Linked DNA regions of Sus scrofa: region 2 is linked to region 1. A link is a contact called in public Hi-C data. All regions are on one chromosome and are shown on one strand. The core of a region is the stretch at or near the end of the contact, and the rest is flanking DNA. Distances in the headings are between cores, read along the strand shown. Region 1 has its middle 90 kb from the start of COL1A2. Region 2 overlaps SGCE (sarcoglycan, epsilon).

Region 1 (6,323 bases), core at 2,703-5,202:
CCTCTTGAGCATTTCTTTAAAATTGCTCTTGGGAATGTTAGCAGGGTTGGAAGTTGCTAAAAAAATGTGGAAGTGTGGGAGGAAGGGAGAAGGAACTTTGTTTTGATTTCAGTTTATCATCTTGCTTCTCCCCCTCCCTCTCTCCCCTCTCCTGCCATGTCCCTGTTTCTCTTCCCTCTTCCTTTCTCCCTGGCTCCCTCCTCCTCCTTCCTCTACCTCCTCCTCCTTCCCTCCCCTCCTCTCTCCTTCCCCCTCCCTCCCTCCTTCTCTCCCTGCCTCCTTTCCTTTCTCTTCTCCTATCTGCCCCTAACCCCCATATATTGTCTATGATGTTTGATCAGTGGATCAGTTTGTTGCTAGGTTAGTAAGATTAACTAAAGCAAGTTATGCTGCTACAAAATAGAGTCTAAGAAGTTCTTAAAAGTTACAGCTTTTAGATGTAACAGTCTCTTTCTCTCTCTCTCTCTCTCACACACACACACACACACACACACACACACACACACACACACACACACAGTTGGGGGTTAGAATTGTAGTCCCTCCCACAATTTCTCTTCTCACCCGTCTTGAAACATTGTTTTCACCAAATCCAAGACAATAATTTATAGTATGGATGTGTATGAGTATGTGTGCATGTGTGTGGTTTAGGTAGTGTGGAAAGGCTGAGAGTTGGCTTGGTGCCCTCCCCCTGAAGCTGGCGTTAGTCCACATCTATATTCTTCTAGGTGGTCCTAGCTGATGGGGGCAGGGAAAATACCACTTTTAAATTTTCACAGGCTTTTAGGATGTTCTGGCCCTCTGTCAGGAAAGAATACTTGTGGCCTCAGAGCTGGGAGGTCAGTTGGAGGGGGGCGAGTCCCCTCAGGCCCTCTGATCTCTTTTCTCGGTGGAAGGCTGTGGGCTCTCAGGGGGAGATTCCATTTGTCTGAGCCTGCAGAGTCTGACTCACTGCTGGAGAGGAGCAGTGAGCCCCCCTGCCTTAAAGGCACAGCACATGGATTCCAGCTTAAGAAAGGAGATGGGTACTAACAAGTAACGGGGCTGCTCCCCTTGAATTCCCAGCTTTGCTGTTTACCTGGCAATGTGGCTAAACATACATTCCAAAGGAAAGGCACTAAGTTTACTCAAGCTCCTCTTCACTTGGGAATGGAGAACAGAAGATTGGATTTTACATGCCCTTGTGAAGTTGAGATCACCTGCATCAGCCACATGGTGAATAAGAATATTTATTGTATGATTAAGGTTCTGATCCATAGGGGGAGGAAAAATCATTTGCATGTCACACGATTTTTCCACCTCCTTGATTCTCAGCCCACTCACTTCATAAATTAACAACAGGTAGCATCAATCTCTCTTCAAAATATGTAAGACACATGTAACCTCGGTGGGGGGCTCAGGCGTCAAGAGCTGGTGAAAAATAGGTATTGTCATTAACTTGAACACCCACACCTTAAAATTCAAGACCCTGCCTGCTTGAGTGCAGGAAGTTCAGCATTTTAGAGAATCCAACGCCAAATGCATTTCCATGGGTGTGTGTGCATATATATTCACAAATCTCTCCTTGTCCTTTCTGGCTGAGATGACCAGTGTGCTAGTATCCAACAGCCCAGAGCCTTGACAGATCTAGAAAAGCCTTTTGAATCTGGCATTCTGACTATGTCCTGGGCATTGCCACTTGGATTTGGAAATGCTGCAAACCTGCCATGGTTGGTGTTGATGGGGCTAGGACTTAGTGACACTCCCACGCAGCTGGAACTATGACGCTGCCACTCTACCTTGGGGCCACTTCCTGGGAGGTGGAGAGATGCCGATTATGTCTGTGATCTGTTCAGTTAATGGGTGGAGGTGGGACAGATTATTTTCCCCTTAACTTGACAGGTATTAGATATGTATGAAGAAGTAACTTATATTTAACATTTTTATTTGAGAAACTTTGATGTGTACTTCAATTTACTAGCTATCACCTTTAAAACTCTTTGACACCCAGAAATTATCTGGTTGATTTATCATTGTCTTTTGAAGGTTGAGTCATTTAGAAATGACATGGCATTTGCATTTGAAATCAGTACTGTATTTATTTCATTGTTCAGAGTCTTTCCAAATAAATCTGTGGGTTTTTTTTTTTTGATAATTGTGAGAAAAATAATAATGTAACAACCATTAAGGAACATATGGGTTATCCATAGTTCACAGCCCTTTCAACTTCAGTCTCATAAACTCTGTTCAAAATAGCAAAATGACCAAGTTCCACCAAAGGGAAAATTATCTTCTGGTTCTACGGCTTTAGCAAGATCAATAATAGTGACAATGAAAACTTTAAGAACAAATGATGTGATTTTGTCAATGTTTCTTCACTCCTAATATTTTAATGAAGAAAACAATAAAACTGATCTTAAATATAGGGGATAAAGATCTTCCCAATGAGAATCAAGATGCGGAGGTAAAGATGGACTGACGCTCGTTGAAGTCCTTAGATTGTGGCTTAGGATCAGCATAAGGACACATATACGGTGATTTTTTAAGATGCTATTAATCATATTCCCGATAAATAAGATGGATATTGCACCCCGGATGTTTTAAATTATCCTTATACTTGCTCTTCAGTTAGGTTACTATATGTAGAATTTAGACTACCATTGATCAAAAAGAGAGAAGGTTGAAATTAAAACAGGAATGCTGTTTGGAAGTCCCAAATGCCAGCCACTGTTAGTTATTTAAATTCAAAACATGGGAATGAAAGACAGTCATATAATTATGGTGAATGTTTTTGTATGCCTACCATTTATCATACACTTTTCCAATTCTTTACATGAATTTAGTCATTACTCATCCTACCAGCTCCTTGAGGTATTATGATTATTATTTCCATTTTACAGATAAGGAAACAGGCTCAGCAGGTCAAAGAGTTGCCCCAAATCCCAAAGCTAGTGGGAGGGCAGGGATGCAGACCCAAACAGTCTGATTTGGAAACCTATATTCTCAAACACTACAGGATGTCTTTTTGATATGAGATGTGCCCGAAATGATAAAAGTTCAGCAGAGGAAAGAACTAGAAATCAAAATAATCTTCTAACTGAGAAAGAATGTCTTAGAGAACCGAAATCTTTTACAGCAAACACTTTGTTTTGGAGATAAAGAAACTGTAGCCAAGACAGCTCGGATAACTTGCTTGAGGTTACTTATAGTTCGTTTGTAGCAGAGGTGAAACTGGAGGCAGAGTGGGCATTCCTGACAGTCATTAATTCAACCATTGTTTATTGTACCAAGCGCTTTTTAGGTTTTGAAGACACAGTGCAGCACAGCAGATGAGGTTCCTGCCTGTAGGAAAATTACATCATGACCAGAAGAGTAATTTGACATTAGACTAGGTTACCAAGGGAGACTGTGGAACTCCCAGGTTAAAGTATTAGGAAAGTGGGGATAAAGCATGAGGCAGGGGGAGTGGGCTTGATATCAGTTCTACTGCATTTTAGAGATACTGATATTCATGGATAAGGTGTACAAGGGATAAGTGTTAGAGGCAAGCAAGATTCAAACCCACCCTGATTCCCCTTCACAGTGGATTGTGTGTGTGTGTGTGTGTGTGTGAGAGAGAGAGAGAGAGAGAGAGAGAGAGAGAGCAAGAGTGAGCAAGAGAGAGAAAACACATTATGACTTGCTGGCTAGGGGGTAGCTCTTCTCATTGGTCAGTAAAGCTGGTTGGAACAAGATCTTGTCAGATTGCCTGGAACCAGAGATCCATTTTTTTGGCAGAACCCACACAGCCCAATAAACCTCACCTTTTTATTCAGGCCTAAGTTCATTAGAGATTCAAACTTACTGGTGTGCATGTGATTCTAGGTTGGAGATCCTGCTGTGCTAAGGAGAATCTGACAGCCACAGAGGGGGTGACTCAGACCCAAGAGCTGGGGACCAGTGTGCCATCTCCTCCCTCCCCCTACAAAGTTAATCATTTTGGTGTGTGAAGATCCACTACACACTGAAAGGCCAGGTCAGCTTGCCACTTTATATGGCTCCTTAGGGGGCATTAGCAAAAAGTAGGTTTTCTACGTGGAGTAATTGGAGTAAGGTATCCGCCACTGGAGGAAATTTATAAAAGGCATCCTTCCCAAAGTCTCCCTGTTGGCTGACAAATTAGAAAAAGAAGCTCCACCTGGATGAGTACAGCCCTGGGTCAGTGTGCTTGGGGAGATGGGCCACAGCCCTGCTTCCAAGGGTCTTGGTGCCTTAAACTTTGAGGAGCCCAGATGAGTGTGAGGTCTCAACAACTCACTCATCACCGCTCTACAGGGGTGAAGTAGGACAAGAGGGTGGGTGCTTTTTGCCTTTGAGAATTGGGATCCTGTGGAGGGTTTCTCAGCATCAGGCACCCGATCCCTCTGGTCTTCCTGAACCCACAGCTCACCCACCTCCCTGTCAGAGCTAACGTGGCAGAGATGGTTGGGCAGTGGTTGGGAGGTGGTTACTGGCTCAGGGCCCTGAAACACTGAGTAATTCCTAGGATGGCTGAGACTGAAGGCACCATTCCAGACACTTCCACGTTGTCTGAAATTAAAAAAAAAAAAAAAAATCACCACCACCCAGCCCAAGCTGTTGGAGACAGATCCTTTGGCTCTGAAACAAGACCCATCCCTTTTATGGAAGGACATTGTTGGAAAGTCATACCATATAGGAAAGCCAAGATTCTTTCCCCATTTTTATAGGACTGGGAGGGACCAAATCAAGAGGAGGGATGAAGGGGGATGGCTAAAGGGAATTGCATTGCTTTTCCAGAAAGTTTTGAATCTACATTATAACTCTTGGCTTATAAAGACAAAGGTTTGAACTTCCTCTCAGAGCTCCTCCAGTGAAAGAATCGACCACTTTTATGCAGCCCCTGGTGCTGTGTCAGTGCTGTGGACTTAAGAAGGAGTCAAAAAGCATGGGGTTTATGATTGCAGGAGAAATAAGACAAGATACATTGCACATCAAATCCTATAAACGACAACCCGGCGTGGCCAACAAAAATAGGCCATCACAGCTGCACTCTGAGTGTTTATTTATTGGAGGAGAGAAGGTACAGTCAGGAAAAAGGGGAATCATGTCAGGATGTTATTGGAGTCAAGCAGATTGACTGCCTTGAGTGACATCCCTGGCTGCATCAAGCAGTTGGGTCAGAGACATGAGAACATTTGACATGTGGACTTACAGCCCCAGTATAGATTTTAAGTTGGATTTCAGGTTTTAGTGCAATTAAGAGCAACTGCAAAGTTTTGAAAAGAGAAATATTTCGATCAGATTATTAGAGTCATATGGTTTTGATTTTAATTAGAAAAGACCATCTCAGAGAACAGGGAGATGAGAGGATCTGCCAGTGAGGTAATTCACTAACCGAACCAGTTTAGGAGCTAACAAGGTCTTTCTGAAACTGACAGGAAAGCTTCAGTGTGACCCTGCAGACAAGAATTGTTTTTGTTTTTGTTTTGTTTTTTCCCTCTCACTTTTCTGATGGACTTGGATGACCAGCTTGATTAGCTCTTGTGTTCATAAACACCAAAACTGTACTATTTCATCCATTTATGTCATTGTTAATGACCACGGTTTAGACAAAGTGAAAGAAAAAGTGTCCAGACTAAAGATGACTGAATTGCTTCTCTATTCTATTTTGAAAAGAAAGGATTCATGTTTTTCTTACTTTCTCATTACCAGCTCGACTCCTTTTGGAGGATTTTAGTCTTAAATCTGAATGTGCTTACCAGCTGGGAAAAATTTGACATTTACTTGATTTTGTCCCTTGGAAGTTAAAAAAAAAAAAATTGGCAGCATTATTAAACAACAAGTCTGCTTATTTATTCCTTCTATCCCTCCCCAGGTTGCAGGCTCTTTTCAAATCTCTGATAGACCTCTACCATTTTTCTAAAGGTAATTTCCCAAAGTGCTGCCTCTGGTCATAGAAAATGCCACGTAGATTTCTGGGTTTATAAAGCCTGAGAAAGCCATTTTGGTTACATTTGCAGCTTTTTGTGTGATTCTGGGTGGCAACACCCTATTGCCAACATTATTCTTTCCTTCTTCTGGGAAGAGCCATAATTGTACTTGGCTTGGTTAACACAAAGGCCTCCAAAAACTAAGAATCTGATCCCTCTAGTGTTCTTTTGTGAAGACTACAGTACAGAATGATGAACAGAGGAAAACGGCAGCAAAATACCACAGACAATGGCTCCTGAAGTCAATTTGTTTTTCAAATGACGAAAATACAATGACTTACAATGACAACGTTGTGTGTTGTGTATTTACAAAAGAAAATGTTGGCACTTTTCTACAATCCATCTATATATTTC
Region 2 (6,323 bases), core at 1,908-4,407, 380 kb before region 1:
TTTTGTATTACCTAAAACATTAAAACCACCCCCCCCAAATTAATAGATGAGAATTTTAAATACTTTTTTGACATTTGATATCATAAGTGAATCTTGAATTTTCTTGGATATTTGGTCCCGGAGTTGACCGTTTCTTATTTGTTTTGCACAAGGTTACACACAAAGCAAAAAGAGGTGCTAATGTACATTATTTAGCTTATCAAATAATAACTGGGCATTGTATTTGAACATTTTAATCCATTATTATGAGAATTTGCTGTGGATCTATAAAGCTGCTGATTTACCACCTGTATTTAACTTCTAGTGTGGTGGGAAAATTGTATTTCAAAATAAAATGGGATTTTCACTTGTCAAATAATAGCTAGAGTTTCTAACTGGACATTTTACTTATTTAAGACAATTTACCATGGTATCTGTGAAGCTGTTGACTTACCTTATACATTTCACTTAATTTCTAGGGTGGTGGGAAAATTATAGCTCAAAAAAGTGGCATTTTCACTTGTCAGATAATAACTGGACTTTCTGGTTGAACATTTTATCTATTTTAAATGACAATTTGCTATGGATCTATGAATCTGCTGATTTACCACATGTATTTCTTTTAAATTTTAGTATAGTAGGAAAAATTTATTTTTAAGAAAATAAAGTTTTCAGTTGTCAGATATTAACTGGACTTAGTACTTGATCATTTTAGCCACTTAAGAGTTTGCCATAAATCTAAAAACTTGATTATGTGATATATTTAGTTTAGATTCTAGTATGGTGAACAAATTGTATTTCCAAGCAAAATGAAATTTTCACTTGTCTTTCAGACATTGAAAATTAGTGAGGGACAGCACCAGAAAAGACTGATGAGAGAGAAAGATAACACATATCCTGTTTCTGGCATTGATTTTTACTGATAAAAACCGGGCTCCAAACAAAATGTTTAAGCAGTGAAGAAACCCTGACATGTTAAAAAATTCTCAACCAAATATTCAGATTGTTTAGGATTGTAATAAGTACAATATTTATGGAACACATTTTCTCCAAAATCACCAGCTTCTTTGTTTATTTTTCTTTTTTATTGTCCCCACTTACTCCATCTGACCCCTTTTCTTAAAACTTACCTTTATCTCCATTCTAAACACCCAAGTGTAAATTCTGCTGTTGATCTTATTTCCTACTTTAAGTTTAAAAGAGGACTCTAGGTGGCCAGATGACATGGGCTTATGTGTCCGTTAGAGATTCTTGGGCTGGAGCTCTGTTTCAGTCCAAAGCTTCAGAGAAATATTAACATGATTTTTTTTTTCCTTCTATCCTTTCCAACCTCTCTTGCAGAGATAGAGCCAGACATGACAAAAAGACAGACACACATGGACAGGCAGAAAGACAAACATGGACAGATAGACGCATAGGCGTGCACACACACACAGACGCACACACACAGACACACACACACACACACACACACACGACATCCAGGCTTTTTCTAAACTTCCAGATCCAGTTCTCCAGTTAGCTGTCTCCCTGATTTCTAGTAATATTAAGCCAAAGCAGCCATGCAAAATTCAAAACAAGAAACTGGTGTTTTTAAAGATCAACAAGTCTTTTCAAGTGACTATTTTTCCGATTGGGGTTTTCAGGTTGGTAGGATCAGAGTCTCAATGCTCTTAAAGTTGTTTCACATGAACTGCTTCTGAACTGCTTCCAGTGAAAATTCTCTCAAAGTGAAATTCTGGTCATCTTGTATTTTTTAAGCAATGTGACTATACTAAAGACAGTATTGAATGAAAAACACTCCACAGTCTGACGCTGGAACAGACATTTCCATTGATGTCCCTTCTCTTCTCGTCTTTGTTCCACGTGCATATATATTTTTACATGACTGTTATTTTAATGTGTAGATTTTTTATACTTTGCTTTGAAAGATAAGTGAATCTTGCTTTCAGCTAAGTATTTGTCAAGGCTTTAGGATGCTCTGGTGTGTGAGATGCTGTGCTTTGTAGACTAGCGGAATTGCTTTGAGAGTGTGAGGCGGGCTGAACCAGCACCCGCCAGGTGTGTGAGTTACTGGGTTTGGGTTTGGGTTTGGGAGCAGAGTCCCTGGTAAAGGATCACAAGCCTTTGCCCTGGGTCTTCTCTTCATCAATATTTTTGTGAATAACTTTGGTGAAGATCTAAGATGCTTGCTTTACAAATCCGTGGGTTACTTGAAAAAAGGATAACTGTTACAAATAAATAACAGAATTTAGAGTTAACCTGTTTTAAGTAGGCTACAGTGCTGTCCAAAAAGATATTTTCTAGGAGTAAATGCATCATAATTCATGATTCTAAGGAAAGAGGTGACTTTATACGGTGGCAATTTTTGAGAGAAAAAACAGTTGATATGAACCAGCAGCATGATATGGCTGCAGTAAAATAAAAAATTAAAAAAGAAAAAAGGAAAGAAAAAAATCAAATTTAGATTCCGGTAAGAGTATAGTGTCCATATGTCACAAAAATTAATAGTACCCTGCTCTAATTAACCACATCTGTAGTATTGTGTCCATTTCTGGCTGTCACATTTAAAGAGAGACGTTGACAAATTAGATAACTTCCAGAACGGTCCGCAGGGATGGTGAGGGGTCTGGCAATCCTGTCATAGGAGGTATCCTCAAAGGGTCTGGAAATGTTTAGCTTGAAGACATAAACTCTCTTCTGTTTGCTTCGGGAAGCAAAACTAGCTTCAGTGGGTGAAAGGCAGCAATGGATTTCAACTTGAGACCTAATGGTGCAATTCAGAAAGAGCATAAACTTAACACCTTTACTTGGTCTATTCTTTTAAAGTATCAGAAATATTCACCTTTCTTGCAATGAGTATTTAATTTCAAGGCCGTGATAACATTTTAGTGGAAGACAGCAAAAATATTAGTGTTAGAAACATTTTATTTTTTCCAATAAACTGTCTGAAAAGAATAGTCCTGTGTGTGGCAGGTTGATTTCTTACAACTTGAAAATAGCTGCAACAGGACAATTGAACACATTCCTTCCCCTCTCATTCCAATTCAAACATAAAAATCTGAGAAGTAAAGATTTTTTGCCACCTTGCAAAGTATCCAGGCTTTAACTTGCTTCCTAGAGTTGGTCCTTGCCTGGTGTTTCTTGCTTGCTGAGAACAGGCTTCTCAGGCAGAGTGGCTGCAGATGCTGGAGGCGCTCTGAGTTAATGGGGGAGCAGACTGCTGCTGGCCACTGGTCCAGGAGAGCTCAGCCTTTGGCTGCTGGAGCCTCTTACCGGGGAAAAATGTGGGCCATTCTCCCTTCTGCAGTCCCCCTTATATGTCCTTGCAATACAGTTACAATTTTTAGCTTTTCAATAGAAAAGAAAACCCTTCAATCAAAAGTAGCTGCTGACCCTGTGCTCTTTTAACTTCTCTTCAAGTTAGCCTGGTTTCTCCCTTCCTCAGGGGCATGATCTTAGCGGCTCAAACATGGCTTGGGGCAGATTTTTCTTTCTTCTCTGTCTGCCTATTGTTTATTTTGATTACCATCTCTACTTTGAAAATGTGATTTTTTCAAAATTAGTTTGTGGAGTATGCACACAGTACCCTACTTCTAAAAGGTGATATAATGCATCGAACTCCTCAGAAACTATGTTTTCACTCCTGAGCCTTGAAAACTAAGGGGACTCTGATGAGAAAAGTGAAGAAAGCAGAGAACATTCTTCAGTCATCTTTATAACCAACTTCTTCCTGCTTCTTTTACTCCTGCCTCTTCTCTCCACACCCAGAACTTTCTCCTCCCTCAAATTGTTAGCTCAGAAATATGGTCACTCCATCCCTGACTGTGTGAAGTGTATTTTGAATGCTGTACAAGTTTCTCCTCTTCTTATTTTCTCTGTCTTTTATAAAAGTGTCATGTACTTTTGTGGGATTGTAATAATGTACCGGGCAAGTTGTGATGGCTGGGTTCCCAGTTGTTGAAGATGCCACAGGCGTTCCTGAGCTGAGCTCATATTTCCAAGAGAGAAATGCTCAAATATTGTCAACGCTCACTCACCTGATCTGCAGGCGGCTACTTGCAATTCCTTGAATGCAGTACTCGCTCCTGCTCCTGGGTTTGGAAAGTAAATAATCCCCAGTGTTTAAATTTTAAACTTTAAGGAGGTATTTTAGGAATAAATAGCCTCGAAGCATGAGTTGCTGGCATGTTTATTAATGTTACAGTCTTGCAAAAATCAACATGTTAGTAAAAGCTGAAGTGCTGTTTTCTTTCTGGGTGACTTTGGTAAAATTTTAATTTTTTTATCTTCATCTAAGGATTTCTAGGCCATATTTATGCAGTAGGAGTTTAAATGTGTTTTATCGCTTAAATGCACCCATCTTTATCATGTCTTCTTTTCTACTTAATTGCCTTGGACGAATCAGATTTTTAGAATAGCTCTTCGGCATTCTGTACCACGGGAATCGCCAGGGCATCTGTTGTGACATGGAAGGCAGACTTTTTCTTTTCTGACAAATGAAGCCCTTCATTTCAAAAATGTTTAGGAGTTAGGCAGCCCCAATGTAAGTTCTTTCCCTTTCTCTAGCTTTTCACTCATTCATCTGGTCACCACTTTGATTATTATGGAGATTTGGGGTTCACTATGAATTTGAAAGGAGAGATCACAGTTAATTTTCCTATAGCAGTTGAAGTGAAGTATTTTAGTTCCTGATTTCTTCAGCAATAGACATAGAAGGAAAGTTGATCTTTTACCTTGGAATGCAGAAGAAAAAAAATTAGCCCCTAGGTTTTTCATTTTTTTTTTTTTTTTCTTAGCAAATTGGTGTTTCTCGGTGTGCGGTAAAATAACATTGGCTTTTCTCTCCTCTGAAATAGTTAATCAATGTAGCACTCTTAACATCTTTCAGTTTCTATAGTTAGAGAGTTGATGCTAATCAAAGACCAGTATTGCAGAAGTGGAAACAGAACAGGTTGCTACATGCGCTTATCAAAATTGGAAATGTATGCGATTTTTTTAATCTAGTCATTTTACTTCTAGGAGTTCACCTTCTAAATATCCTCTTTTAAGTGATGAAAAATAAAATTATAAGGATGTTTATTGTAATGCCGACAGTAATAATGAAAAACTAGGAAAAAATAATGGGCATCTTACTAATAGTTCTTTTATTCATCTTTTTTTTCGATATTGACTGGTTTTGAGACCCATTACGCTAATGGGGTTGACAAAGATTAATCAATTAATCACACATATAAATGTGCCCTTAGAACTATGATAAGTGCTACAAACACAACTAGAATATCTAAGCAGAGGATCTGGCCAGAGTCGGGGCAGGTGTGGGGGAGTAGGGAAGTAGGTACTCAGATCTGAAGAATGAGTAAAATGTTAGTGAGGTGAAGAGAAAAGGTATACTGGAGGTCAAAGGAAGAAATCTGTAGAAGCCCTGGGGCAAACTGCCCTGGCAAATAGAAGATGCTGGAAAAAGTCCAGTGGGGTTGGAGTCCAGAGAAAAGGGGAAGCTCCTTATGAAAGGAAGCTAGATATGAAAGGGGGTCAGGGAGCAAATTTTGCAGGATCCGTTAGACTACTTTTTTTAAAGAGTGTAATCTTCATCCTAAAACCTGCAGGAAGTCGTTGGAGGGGTTTAAGCTGGACTTGATCAGATTTGCATTTCAAAAAGAGCACTTTGGCTGCTTTGTGATGAAGGGATTGAAGGGGTCAGAACAGATTGCCGCAGTAGTTGGAAGGAGACTTTAGTAACCCAGAGTAGAGATGATGAACTCCGGGGCTAGGGTGGTGCTGGGCAGATGAAAATGGGAGGGATATTTTGAGGGCGCAAACAGCAGTAGGACTGGATCATGGATTGAATTTCGGGTGGGGGGAGAGTGGCAGAAGATGTCAAAGATGATTTCTAGTTTTCTGTCATATTCTTAAGCGTGGTGATACCATTCTCCGGATGAAGAATGCCAGAGAGGACCAGACTTGAAAGGAAAGGTCAGGAGTCCTAATTTGGACAGGCTGAGGTTAAGGTGACGATAAATAAATTATGATTGAGCACACAGCATAAAGCTGTGCAGTCTTAAAATGTGATTTCATGTAAATGTGTTCAATGTATATGCTTAGGGGGAAAATGTAATCATATTCTGTAAAGAACAGCACGGCGTGTGCATGTTTCTATGTGGATGTATACAAACATATGTTTGCATATGCAGAGAATGTGGAAAGATGCAAAGATTATAAAGAGCCAATACCCGCGGCAGTGGCATTGGAAGAATGACAATAAATAATCTGAGAGGAAACTTTTCCATTTTATACCCTCCTGGTTATACTATTTGAATGTATTACAGTGTGGCTTCTATAAT

Evidence for each region. A called contact is a pair of places that touch in the nucleus more often than the background predicts.
Region 2: a Hi-C map of fetal skeletal muscle shows a contact between it and region 1, with 2.5 times the contacts expected there. The contact joins two enhancer-like sites. A contact is called at or near these places in 4 of 47 Hi-C or Micro-C datasets (embryonic fibroblasts, fetal skeletal muscle and subcutaneous adipose tissue) and 1 of 2 datasets of contacts at active chromatin or transcription factors (skeletal muscle).

What each region holds. Positions count from the first base shown.
Region 1 is chr9:74,081,475-74,087,797 of Sscrofa11.1, reverse strand. No RefSeq gene overlaps it. Among named protein-coding and RNA genes, the nearest start is that of COL1A2, 90 kb to the left of the region's middle. Within about 2 kb of position 3,952, at least 25 of the 83 cell types and tissues checked have an H3K27ac peak or open chromatin away from gene starts, as enhancers often do. A contact at or near this core is called in fetal skeletal muscle, where this site is marked.
Region 2 is chr9:74,464,890-74,471,212 of Sscrofa11.1, reverse strand. All of the region lies in intron 1 of SGCE (sarcoglycan, epsilon), which reads left to right. Among named protein-coding and RNA genes, the nearest start is that of SGCE, 5.8 kb to the left of the region's middle. Within about 2 kb of position 3,157, at least 6 of the 83 cell types and tissues checked have an H3K27ac peak or open chromatin away from gene starts, as enhancers often do. A contact at or near this core is called in fetal skeletal muscle, where this site is marked.